Linked DNA regions of Sus scrofa: region 2 is linked to region 1. The links are chromatin contacts, called in public HiChIP or PLAC-seq maps. All regions are on one chromosome and are shown on one strand. The core of a region is the stretch at or near the end of the contact, and the rest is flanking DNA. Distances in the headings are between cores, read along the strand shown. Region 1 holds the start of ARL8A (ADP-ribosylation factor-like protein 8A). Region 2 holds the start of PPP1R12B (protein phosphatase 1 regulatory subunit 12B).

The links. HiChIP or PLAC-seq counts read pairs in DNA pulled down with a chosen protein or histone mark.
Region 2: a contact with region 1 is called in an H3K27ac HiChIP or PLAC-seq map of alveolar macrophages. The contact joins the promoter of PPP1R12B here to the promoter of ARL8A in region 1. A contact is called at or near these places in 2 of 5 promoter capture datasets (fetal skeletal muscle and liver), 2 of 47 Hi-C or Micro-C datasets (blood and liver) and 1 of 2 datasets of contacts at active chromatin or transcription factors (alveolar macrophages).

Annotation. Positions count from the first base shown.
Region 1 is chr10:24,320,772-24,326,984 of Sscrofa11.1, reverse strand. ARL8A (ADP-ribosylation factor-like protein 8A) reads left to right here and starts at 2,760. Exons shown (of 7, transcript XM_021064533.1): 1 at 2,760-3,038. The coding sequence starts at 2,916. It overlaps PTPN7 (tyrosine-protein phosphatase non-receptor type 7), which reads left to right. Exons shown (of 10, transcript XM_021064534.1): 10 at 203-1,696. The coding sequence ends at 296.
Region 2 is chr10:24,460,817-24,467,029 of Sscrofa11.1, reverse strand. PPP1R12B (protein phosphatase 1 regulatory subunit 12B) reads right to left here and starts at 3,027. Exons shown (of 25, transcript XM_021064548.1): 1 at 1,588-3,027. The coding sequence starts at 1,878.

The sequences.
Region 1 (6,213 bases), core at 1,511-4,010:
TCCACAGCCCTGCCAGCCCCGCCAGCCCCAGGGCTTGGTGAGGAGCAGGGGGTCTGGGAACCGAGGGAAGGAGCTGGTCTCAGGGAGGATGAACCTACGAGGAGGAGCCAGCCAGCCGGCCTTTGGGAAGGTCAGGATCTCTCCATGGGACAACGATGCCCAAGCAGACCCCTGACTCATGCCTACGTGCCTCTGCCCACAGGGGTGGCATGATCCAGACGGCGGAGCAGTACCAGTTCCTGCACCACACCTTGGCCTTGTACGCTGCCCAGCTGCCGGAGGGGCCCAGCCCCTGACCCCTGGCACATCCCCAGTGCCGTTTCCCCCAGGCCTGGGGTGGTGGGTCTGGTGAAGGTGGCTTCGTGATCTGGGGAGCCCCGAATGGGCTTGGGGATGGGGTGTCCCTCAGTGCGTATCCGGGGTTACAGGAAGCTGGCTGGCAAGGACAAGGTCAGACACTGGGGCTTCAGCACTGCCCACTCCTCTGCTTCCTCCAATGGCCCCAAGTGGACACCAGGGGGACCCCCACATCACTCAGAACTTGAAGCTAGTGGCTGACCTTTGTAACAGAGCTGAGACAGAAGCCCAGGAGTCCTGGTCTCTGAAAAACCGTGGGCACCTCGGTCTCTTCTTCGGACAAGGACATTGGGCACTTTGCTGCCCCAAGGGGCAACCAATCAGCGGAGCTCCTAGAAACTGCTGCAGCTGTACCCCCGCCCCAGGGGGCCAGCAAAGAGTGAGGCCAAGGGCATCGTCTGCCAGGCCCTGCACGAGAGTGGCCCGAGGCCAGGCCAGCCAGGAAAACCCGGTCCTACCCGGTCCCCACAGTGACTCTGCTTCCCCAACACACATCTACACTCCAAAGGGAGCAAGGACCCGGACTACCCTGTGCCCACACGTGTCGGGGGAGCAGGCTTCAGAGGTGACCTGGCCAGACAGGTGAAATCTCCAGAAGAGGGAAAGGGTGAGACCCAGATGCCTGCCTCCCTCCACCCACCCAGCTACTCCCTAGGGGGCCAGCACGCTCTGCCTGCCTTCGCACCTCAGAACGGGCCGGGGGCAAACACCGGAGACCGGAGCAACAGAGCCGAGAGCGCCACCTGGTGTTGAGTGACCATCCCCGGCATGCCCTCCTCCCCAGGGGGCACACCTGGGCAGTGGCTCTTTCCAGCAACAACCTGGGTAAAAGCTCCCCACGCAGACCAGGGACTCAGGCTACACCAGGGCACCCCCCCCAGGGCCCACCCCAGGGAGCTAAGTCCAGGAAACCCAGATCCGGCTCAACCCAGGGAGGTGGCCAGATCCTGCATCCTTGAATCCAAGATGGGCTGCCTGTGGGGAGGAAGGCAGGTTCTCTATGGACCCCCAAGGGGCTGGATCCCGGAGAAGACCTGGGCCTCTCCCTCAGACGGCACTTCTGGAGCATGTGCAGCGTAGGAATTGGGGTGGCTTTCTTCATGCTTCTGCTCAGCCTCCTCCCTCACTGCCCACTCCTGAGCCTTCCCTTCTCCACGAGAGGCATTCGGGGTACCTGTGGAGCAGGGCTCAGAGCCCCTGGGTGCCAAATCCTGCCCGCAGGAGGAAAGCCACCACACAGGCCTGCAGGCTTCCCTCCTTGGGCGCCGCTGCCCCAGCCCTGTTCCCCGGGCTCTGGTGAGTAACCTGGTGTGAAAATAAAGACTTCTCGGATGCCCGAGTCATTCCTTCTTTCCATCTTCTTCGTGGCCCATTGGAGCCTCTTCCCAGGGATGGAGAGTAGAAATCCCCAGATCAGGCTGTGGCCTTCCTCCCGGGCCACGCCCTTTATAGCTCTTACAAGTGAAGCAAAGTGACACTGCCAGGGTGGGTTTGGGAATTGGGGGTGTTCCTGAGGAGCTAGAGAGGGACTTACAAAGGGCAGGGACTAGAAGGACCCTATCACTTAACAGTCCAGAACATTCTACTCAGCCAGGACTTTGTGACTCCTTCCCTTTGGCCACTGATCTCTCAGGTCATTCCGACCATTTATGCACCTTTGTCTAGAACAAAATACATGGAAGTACACATGTAAGTGGAATACCAAGGAAACCCCAAGGTGGGCTGGGGGCTGCGAGGTGGGGGGTGCGGGGAACACAGCAGGCCCCACACCTCCCACCACCAGTTCTCCTGAAGAAACCCGGCTTTTACCAAGTTACTCCTTTGCCACAAAACTTCCTCACGGGAACCCTCCCTCTCCCGCCCCGCAGACTTTTTCTGTTTGAGCCTCCTGGTGAGCCAAGGCTTCAAAGTCACTTTGGGCCAGAAGCTTCCTAAACAGGTGGTCGCGGTACCCTGCGGCCACCGAACGCTCCCGCCAGGACTCAGAGATGCTCAGTGGGCAGGTCTCGGGGAACAAAAGATCTCGGAGACCACCTCCTCGTCCGCAAGCCACCCACCTCCACCCTGGAAATGTGCCGGCTCCCCGGGGCCCCGCACCCACCTCGGGCGCGCCCACCACCGCGTACGAAGGAAGGGGGCGCCAGAAGGGTTAAAACAATGGGCGCTCTTTGCCCAGGGGCCCTGGCCCGCCCGGCCGGCCAGGCCTGTCCCCAAGCTCGCGGGTGCCCCGCCCAGCGCCCTGCCACCGCCCCGGGCGCGGAGGAGCGCTGTCGGGGGCGAGCAGGGCCGGGCGGGCGGCGCGGGCGGTGAACGAGGACGGCGACCGGGAGGAGGAGGAGGAGGAGGAGGAGGGGGAGGAGGACGCGCCGAGGCCACACCCATCGGCGCGCCGAGCCGAGCCCGGCAGCGAGTCGTCGGCCGCCGCGCGCGCTCCAGCCGAGCCTCCGCCCGCACCGAGCCCGGAGCCGGGCCGCACCGGGGAGGGGCCGCTCCGGCCGCAGCGCGAGGGCAAGAGGGGCGGCGGGGAGCCGGCACCGGGCGCGGCCGGCGCAGCGACCATGATCGCTTTGTTCAACAAGCTGTTGGACTGGTTCAAGGCCCTGTTCTGGAAGGAGGAGATGGAGCTCACGCTGGTCGGGCTGCAGTACTCGGGCAAGACCACCTTCGTCAACGTGATCGCGGTACGGGGCGCGGGCCGGCCGGGCCTCGGGCCCCGCCGCGCCCTGTCGACCGATGGCCGCCTGGCGTGGCGGGCACGGCGGGCGCCGGCGGGGAGGCGCGGGCTGGGGCGCGCGGGGCCTAGCACGGCCCTGGGAACCCGACAGCGCGTGCCCGGGCCGAGATGGCACGGCGGGCGCGGGGGCGGGGGACGAGACCGCGACCTGCGGCGCCCAGGGTGTCACGAGGCCAGAGGGGCCGCTGTCCGCGGAGACGGCCCTCTCCGGTCCCCGCGCCCGGGCGCATGACGGGGCGAAAGTGCCGGGCCTGCCCGCGCGGCGAAAGGAGGGTCTCGGGACTGGGGGCCGCCCGTCCTGGGAGGGGGCCTGGGCCAGCCCAACCCCACCCCAGGGGGTTCATCTTTCCTGCCCGGAAGAGGAAGCCCCAGCGATACAAGGGGAGTGGGGTACCCCTGGGGGGGAGTGGAATCAGCTGAGGCCGTCGACCCAGCCCAGACCTCCCAGAACCGGCCGCCTAGTGAGTCCAGCTGGGGCCTGGGGAGCATAGCATCTACGGGATTGCGGAGTCCCCGCCTCGCTCGGAAGTTGCAGAAGGAGGTGCTTCGGCCCCGCAGGATGAGTTGGAGGGGCACTGCCACTCCGGGGACACCTGCGACAGTGGCTGTGAGGGCTTTGGGTCATCAAGACCTCAGTGGGCAAGTGTAAGCCTTTGGGTGCCAGGGGAGTGGCTGGCCGCCAGTTGAAATCTGGCTCAAAAAAAGGGGAAGATGAGCCCTGGGTCTGTGGGCTGGGCTGCAGTAATGGCTGCGGCCTGCCTCTCCCAGCCTGGCTGGTGGGGCCTGTGGGCAGAGGAGGAAAGGCCTGGGGACCCGGCTCTTGGCCCCAGACTGGGGTTTTGGAGAGCTGTGGATCCGCCCCCTGTGAGAGGTCAGTGGAGAAGCTGGACCAGCCAGCCTGGGCACCTCCCCTCCCTGTGTCTGCCCACCCCACAGAGGGGAGGGAGGGAGGGAGGCTGGGGGCAGGTACCCCCATGATCGCATGTTTGGGCCCTGGCTTCCTTTCCCAAACCTGTGTGCTTGTGGCTTCTGCCAGGGGCTTCTGGCCTCTCACAGCAGGGCAGGCTCTTGAGGCCCAGGCTCTGGATCTCCTCGGGAGAGGCCTGTTTAAACCTGGCGCTGTCTTGGTGCTGGGGCTCCAAAAGCAAGAGCAGGACGCCTGGACCCATGTCCTGCCACCGGCCTGGCTGGCTTGGCTTCCAGGCTCTGGATCTGGGAGATGTCTCTGGGGTGAGGCTGAGAGGGGAGCCAGTTGCTGCTCCAGTGGCTCGGCCTGGGCGGCACCTCTGGTCCCCAGGGAAGAGCTCCTGGTGGAGTGTTTACGAAGCTGTGCTCCTGGACAGGGATCCAGGCGGGTTCTGTGTCCTGGTCAGGAGGGTGTCCCCTGGAACAGCAGCATCTCCCGAGTGGGGTGCTCTGGCAGGTCAGAAACAGAGTCCGCCACCAGGATCAGTCATTATCTGAAGTGTGGGGGGAGGGTCCCCCTTTAGGACCTGAAATTTGCACCTCCACTCACACATCCTGAAAGTGCAGCCGGAGTTTCCCTAGAAAGAGGCTCCCAAGAACAGCCCTCCCCTGTGGGCGGCGTGGCAGTTCCTGCCTGAGTCCAGGGTCCTCGGCCGCTCTGCTGGCCGCTGGCTGCGCTCTGCTGGCTGCTGGCTGCGGCTCCTTGGCTGCGGCATTTCCTCCCGGCCTGGTCTCATCACAGTAAAGGCTCTTAAAGGACCCGGGCTCTGCCCGCATGCCCCCCGCGAACTCTGAATCACCTTCCCGTCTCCACTGGCCTCTCTTTGTCTTTACTTTTTCCTTGGGCTTTTCCTACCCATTGCATGGGGTCTGCCTTTAAATGGAAATGGAGCTCCAGCTCCCAAGTGAGCAGCTCAGCCGCTGATGGGAGCTGGGAAACATCACACAGACCTTCCAGTGCTTCTGAGAACTGAAACTCACTTTTGTTTTTGTTTTTTGCTTTTGTTTTTGCTTTTTATAGGGCCGCACCCATGGCATATGGAGGTTCCCAGGCTAGGGACTGAATCGGAGCTGTAGCCGCCGGCCTACGCCACAGCCACAGCAATGCAGGATCCGAGCCGTGTCTGCGACCTACACCACAGCTCACGGCAACGCCGGATCCTTAACCCGGATCCTTAACCCGAACGTGCGTCCTCACAGATGCTAGTCAGATTTGTTAACCACTGAGCCACGAAGGGAATTCCTGAAACTCACCTTTGAATTCTGAAAAAGTTGTGCCGGCAGAAAGGAGGAGATGCTTCCCCCCCTCGCCCCGAGGGAAAGGAGAGAGCCATTTTCAAATATTTTAAAATAGGAGTTCCCGTCGTGGCGCAGCAGAAACGAATCTGACTAGGAACCATGAGGTTTCCGGGTTCGATCCCTGGCCTCGCCCAGTGGACTAAGGATCCAGCATTGCCGTGAGCTGTGGTGTAGGTTGAAGATGTGGCTTGGATCTGGCGTTGCTGTGGCTCTGGTGTAGGCCGGCGGCTACAGCTCTGATTAGATCCCTAGCCTGGGAACCTCCATGTGCCACAAGTGTGGCCCTAAAAAGCAGAAGAAAAAAAAAAATTAAAGTGTAAGGAGTTCCCATCATGACTCAGGGGAAACGAATCTGACTAGTAAACACGAGGGGCAGGTTCAATCCCTGACCTCACTCAGCGGGTCAAGGATCCGGCATTGCCGTGAGTTGTTGTGTAGGTCACAGATGCTGCTTGGATCCGGCATTGCTATGGATGTGTCGTAGGCCGGTGGCTACAGCTCTGATTCAGTCCCTAGCCTGGGAACCTCCATATGTTGAGGGTGCAGCCCTAAAGTGACCAAGAAAAAAACTAGGTAAAGGGCTGGCCTACGGAAGAACTAATCTTGGGGTGCCCCAGGAATAGACTTAGGAAGATGGGGTTTGACTCATTAGAACTTGAAGAGTTGGAGGAAGGAGCCAGAAGAGATTCAAGTCCGAGCCGGGGTTCTTGGATGACCTCAGGGTTACTGCTGACCTTGGCTGTGGACTTGGTGAGGTCTGCAGGCATTAGCAGGGGATTGATGTGGAGATGCTTGCAGCTTAGCTCTGGTTCTCCGCTGGACTGGAAATAGGGGTGCCGGGAGCCTGGCTCCCTGAG
Region 2 (6,213 bases), core at 1,778-4,277, 140 kb before region 1:
AAGGTGAAGAGACTACTAGAATATTAGTGAGAGACACTGCACTTCACTGTCCAGGGGGGTAATTAAAGGAAAAGGAAAGACACCAAGGGGACCACGGTGTCAGGAAAAGGAGTCAGAAACGTGGTTACCTGGTGTGGAAGACCTACCTGCAGTCACCTCAAAGTAGGTGCTTTTCTCAGGGCGGTGTTAAAATGTGTGTGGTAAGGGGCAGACTCAGCAGTCACCTCAAAAAAACAGGGCCACTGAGTTACACTGAGAAAACTGTGCTTCGAATAAGGAACACGTGGACAAGAAAACTGGTTTCTATTTCTCTATGACCCCTCAAAGTGGTTTCTTTCAGAATCCAGACCTCAATCGCCTTATCATCCCCCAAACATCCGAAAAATAAAAATTCATTCAGAAATTTGAAAGAATACACGTGGCCCTCTGAGGGCCCATCTTACTTCAATTCAGCTCCTTATTAGGTGAGACATAAAGCTCTGGAGTTTAAATCTGAAAAACCCTTGCCTACAGGCAACTTCTCTCCCTTTTAATCTTGCACGAGCAACGATTTTCTAAGCTTCAGAGTCCTCACCTGTGAAATGGTTATTATGACACTGGCTGCCACACCCACCTCAAAGGATCACTACTGAGATTCACCTGCAGTAAGACATATCAAAAAGTTTTTAAACAGCAAAGAACTATATAAATGTTGGCCGCCACCTTAGGTGGGGCACTGTTATAGGCAGGAAAAAATGGACGCAAATGGGGTGAAAAGAAGGTCCTTTCATCTGAAAAAGAAGGACCACGAACGCAGCGAGGACTAATTTTAAGCTACTGGCTAATATGTTCACTGAAGCGAAATGACGCGAATCGGAATAATGACTTAGAAGTGGATTCTCAGGTCAGCACATCCACTTTGCACGGACAGCAGAAGAAGGAAAATAAGAAAGATTAAGAGTGGGTGTCCAGCTGTCAGCTCACCAAAATAACTGATGAAGTTCCATTTGAGAGAGAGGACGGAGTTAGTGACGACAGGCAGCATGTACAGAATACAGTTGCATAAGATGAACTAAGTTAAGGTGTTAATTACCAAGCACGGAACTGTCAGGTTATCCACAATCACATACTCCAGTTCTATATAGGGCGTGTGATTCCTACAGAAGCTTTAGCGGAAAAAAAAGCTATTCCAAAAACGTCAAACAAATGTAAGTGACCCTGCAGGTCAGCGCTCCGTAGAGGAATAAAGTAAGGCTTCCTTCCTTGAGGATGGGGTGCTCGGGGAGCTACAGCGCGACGAACGCAGAACCTGTAAATCACTGCAAACCAGAAAACCAGAAAACCAGGTGTGGTTTCAGACCCTTCGGCCCTCCGCCCTCCCCAGCACGGGATGCGCTCTCAGAGACGGCAGAACGACTCGCACAGAAAGCAGGACTCGAGAGCGCAGCAGACCCCCGGCCAAAGCACCGGTAACCATGACGACCCGCGGAGCGGGAGGGAAATACAAACACCCGACTGCGGCGGGCGCCGGTCCTGCGAGGTCGGGAACAGCCGGCCGCCGAGCGGCGGCGGCGAGAAGCGGGCTCGCAGCACCCGCGCTGCGCTCACCTGGTGCAGGGCTGTCAGGCCGTCGACATTGGCCGTGTCCACGTCGGCGCCCCGGGCCAGGAGCCGCCTCACCTCGTCGGTGTCTCCGCTGGAGCAGGCAGCCAGGAACACGGCGCCGTCCTCGAAGCGGACCCGCGGGCCCGCGCGCCGACTCTGCGGCTGCCGCCCCGCGCCCGGCCGGTCGGTGGGCTCCTGCTCCGTCAGCGAACCCCGCCAGCGCCGCAGCTGCTCGGCCCGCCGCGCCCGCGCCGACTCGGCCCGCTTCCCGCCCAAGTGCTCCAGCTCTGCCATAACGCCGCTGCTCCGAGCCGCCCCGCCGCCGCCTCCGAGCGCTTCAGCCGGGAGAGGAGGGCGGAGACCCACGCGCAGCCATCTTTACTGCTCCGCCGCCGCGCCGCCCGCGCCGCCCGCACGCCCCGCGGCCTCAGCACGCAGTTGCAGCGGCGCCCCGGAGCATCACGGGACTTGTAGTAGGAGAGCCGCGCGTCCCCCACGCCCGGGCGCGCCCGCGCCTGACGGGAACTACAAGTCCCTGGACGGACCGCGAGAGAGGCGCGGTCCGGGAGCTCCCTACTTGGCCGCAGACCTGCGAGGTCACCTCCGCCCCAAGCGGGAGCTGTCCCTGGCCGGAGTCAGCCTCTGTGGGCGTGTTAAGAGTCGTGGTTCATTCTCTTTGCGACTACCAGCTAATTTTGGCTCCCTAATTAACACGTCAATCTTTTGGAGTGGAAAAGGGGTCAGTTGTTATCCCTACTTTCTGTTGCAGAAAACTGGACGGGAAGTACCCAAAACTTTCAAAACTGTGTCCTGGTTCTGAATCCAGAGTTTTATTAACTTAGAGGGCATGAACACGTAGCCCTGAAAAGCCCCTGGGAAGGATGCACGCAGGTACAGCGGAAAGAGCATTCAAATTCAGTTCTCCATACAGAAGTTCTCTGAGCCTGTTTCCTTGATTGTAAAAAGGGGGTAATGTCACCTCACAGGATGGTCCTGTGGCTCGAATAAGACGATATATGCAAGGATACCTAGTGCTATCCCTGGCTTCTATCAGCTCATAATAAATACTAATTTCCCTTCTTTCTCTCTCCTCCTCTTCTCCAGTTTTCGTGGATCTTAAATTATTGGGAGACAGAATGGATGTCATGTGTCTTAAATTATTGGGAGACAGAATGGATGTCATGTGTTCCATGATTTTTTTACCCAAAGCTACAAAAAACGTATACAGAGCAAACACAATACTGCAAGTCAACTATAGTTCAATTAAAAAAAAAAATACTATAGAGCATACAAAACTCCTAAAGCAGCAAGTAGGCCATTTTCATGTTCAAAGAGAGCTTGGTTATAAAACCTGTTAAATAGACTTAGCATTATTACAACATTGTAAATCAACTATACTTCCATAAAGCTTTACAGAAAGTTGACTTAGTAACTATATCCCTCCAGGCTTTAGCCCTGGACAAAACATAAATAATTTTTTTTCCATAATGAAAGAGATCATATACAATTATTAGGTTCTTTAAACTTTCAGTTTTTCACTAAAAAAAATGTTGCAAGGAGTTCACATTTTGACTCAGCAGAAACAAACCCGACCAGTATCCATGAAGATGTGGGTTCAATCCCTGGCATCACTCAGTGGGTTGAGGATCCTGCGTTGCTGTGGCTCTGGTGCAGGCCCGCGGCTACAGTTCGGATTAGACCCCTCCTAGTCTGGGAACCTCCATGTGCTGTTGTGTGGCCCTAGAAAAGGCAAAAAGACAAAAAAAAAAAAAGATTAGGTCATTGTGAAGGGAAACTTTATTATATTCTATCATGTGAACATTTGTCTGTGCTTCACTTTTTCCTGAGATGAGCTGAGAAGCAAATGAAAAGGGACACTTAGATATAAAATATGCTTAGTAATACTCTATCTAAATATGCTTAATTTGGAGTTTCCGTCGTGGTTCAGTGGTTAACGAATCTGACTAGGAACCATGAGGTTGCAGGTTCGATCCCTGCCCTTGCTCAGTGGGTTAACGATCCGGCGTTGCCGTGAGCTGTGGTGTAGGTCGCAGATGTGGCTGGGATCCTGAGTTGCTATGGCTCTGGCATAGGCTAGCAGCTACAGCTCCGATTAGACCCCTAGCTTGGGAAACTCCATATGCCACGGGAGCAGCCCAAGAAATGGCAAAAAGACAAAAATAAATAAATATGCTTAATTAGGTATCCTTAAATTCTTCATAAATGCTAATTAAGTTATTAGCATCTTGGTGAACTGTGAATAACAATGTATATAAAAATAAAAGATGTAATACTGTATACTTTATATAGCCATGTGTTCCTTGCATTAATTTAGTTACCACAGAACTTGTTATACTTCATCATCTACTGGAAATCTGTATGAGAGGTGTTCCCATCATGGCTCAGTGGTATCAAACCCGATTAACATCCATGAGGACAAAGGTTCCATCCACTCAGTGGTTTAAGGATCCAGTATTACCATGAGCTGTGTTGTAGGTCACAGACGTGGCTCGGATCCTGCAATGCTGTGGCTGTGGCATAGGCTGGCAGCTACAGCTCTGCTTTGACCCCTAGCCTGGGAACTTCCATATGCTGCGGGTGTGGCCCTAAAAAGGCAAAAAACAAAACAAAAACAAAAAACAAACCCAAAACACTGGTTCTTGATAATAAAATTACAAAAAAATAAAATTCTGTATGAGATTGACTTTGTAGCTTGTCAACGTGGAAACTCTTATTTCAACTCAGCCTCTTGCTGATAATTAAAATTGCCCACAAGCTCTCAAATAGAACTGTCCCTATAGGATAAAAGAAATATTGATATTAAACTAGATAGGAACCTAACCCTCTTCAGGAAACCATTATTAGCTTAAACTCTGCCAGTCTAGAAAATCAAAAAGCAAGAGAAGGGCAAGGTTTCAGCATCATGCAAATTGCAGAAACCTCAGGAAGCACATCTCTGACAGCAATCCACATGCACCATCTTAATATTATGATGCTGGTACATGACAGTTTCTCAAAAAAAAAAAAAAAAGAAAGAAAGAAAGTATGTAGAATTGGACCACATGTTTTACTTACTGATTTTCTAATAAGCATTTTTTAGCTTGGGTAAAAATTTCATGAATTAATAATGTTACTTTTTTTTTGGTCTTTTTAGGGCTGCACCTGTGGCATATGGAAGTTCCCAGGCTATGGGTCAAAGCAGAGCTGTAGCTGCCGGCCTACCCCACAGCCACAGCAACGAAGGATCCAAGCCTCATCTGCGACCTCCACCCCAGCTCAGGCAAAACCAGGTCCTCGATCCACTGAGTGAAGCCAGGGATCAAACCCATGTCCTCAAGGATACTAGTCAGGTTCCTTACTGATGAGCCACAAGGGGAACACCAATAATGTTACATTTCTCTCAGCTGTATTCTTTTCACATTCAGTATCAGGAAAGAATAAATATCTGCCTTCCCTTGTGTAAGTAAGCTAAAATTAGCCAAGTCTAAGTTAAATCTTTACTATCCCAAGAGGTATGAACTTGAATTTCAATAGGAAAAATTCAGTCTCAATACTGGGAAGTTCCAGTGAGCACTGGAACTATCTATTTTACTGTATCTATTTTACTTGTGTTTTTCCTGAGGTAGTAAGAATGTGTTACACTCTCTGGAGATTTTAAAGAAAAATGTAAGTAGCTAAATTCCATGGATAATTAAAAGGCATGTATCTTCCAGCTATGTGATTACAGAAAGCAGTGATAATTATTATAATCTAAATAATTTAACTAGCTCAGCCCCCCACAAAAGGCCACAAGAAATAAAACATAATCAATCTGGGCATGATGACTTGAAAGTTTTTTGCAATTAAAATCATCTAAGTTCTTTTTCTGAAACATCTTCCCCCAACCAGGGCTGAGTATAAACTTATACAATAAACTTATATGATTGTTTACTATCAGTAAACAAACATGATAGTTTGGATTTCCTAAATATTCTAAAGAAAATAATATTTTATGTACCAGTGGATAAATCCCGACAATCCTGTGTATTAAAAAAAAAAAAAAACAACAGGAGTTCCTGTTGTGGCACAGTGGAAATGAATCTGGCTAGTATCCATGAGGACATGGGTTTGATCCCTGCCTTCATTCAGTGGGTTAAGGATCTGGTGTTTCCATGAGCTGTGGTGTAAGTCAAAGATGTGGCTTGGATCCTGAGTGGCTGTGGCTGGCAGCTGCGTCTCCTATTCAACCCCTAGCTGGGAACTTCCATATGGTGGGGGTGTGGCCCTAAAAAGCAAAAAAAAAAAAAAAAAGGAAATCCCCCCCCACAATTTTTGTACTTTTTCCCCGTTTTTGGCCACCCCATGGCATATGGAGTTCTCAGGCCAGGTATCAGATGCAACCTACACTGCTTCCTTTAGCCCACTGTGCCAGGCCGAGATCAAACCTGCTTCCTGGTGCTGCAGATACACTGCCAATCCCATTGTGCCACAGTGGGAACTCCACCTTTGTCCTTATTCTTTTTAGTTTTATTAAGATGTAATTGACATAACAGCACTATGTTTAAGGTATGCAGCATAATGATTTGACTTACATACATCATGAGATGCTTACTACAAAGGTGTGGTCAACATCCATCATCTCATATAGAT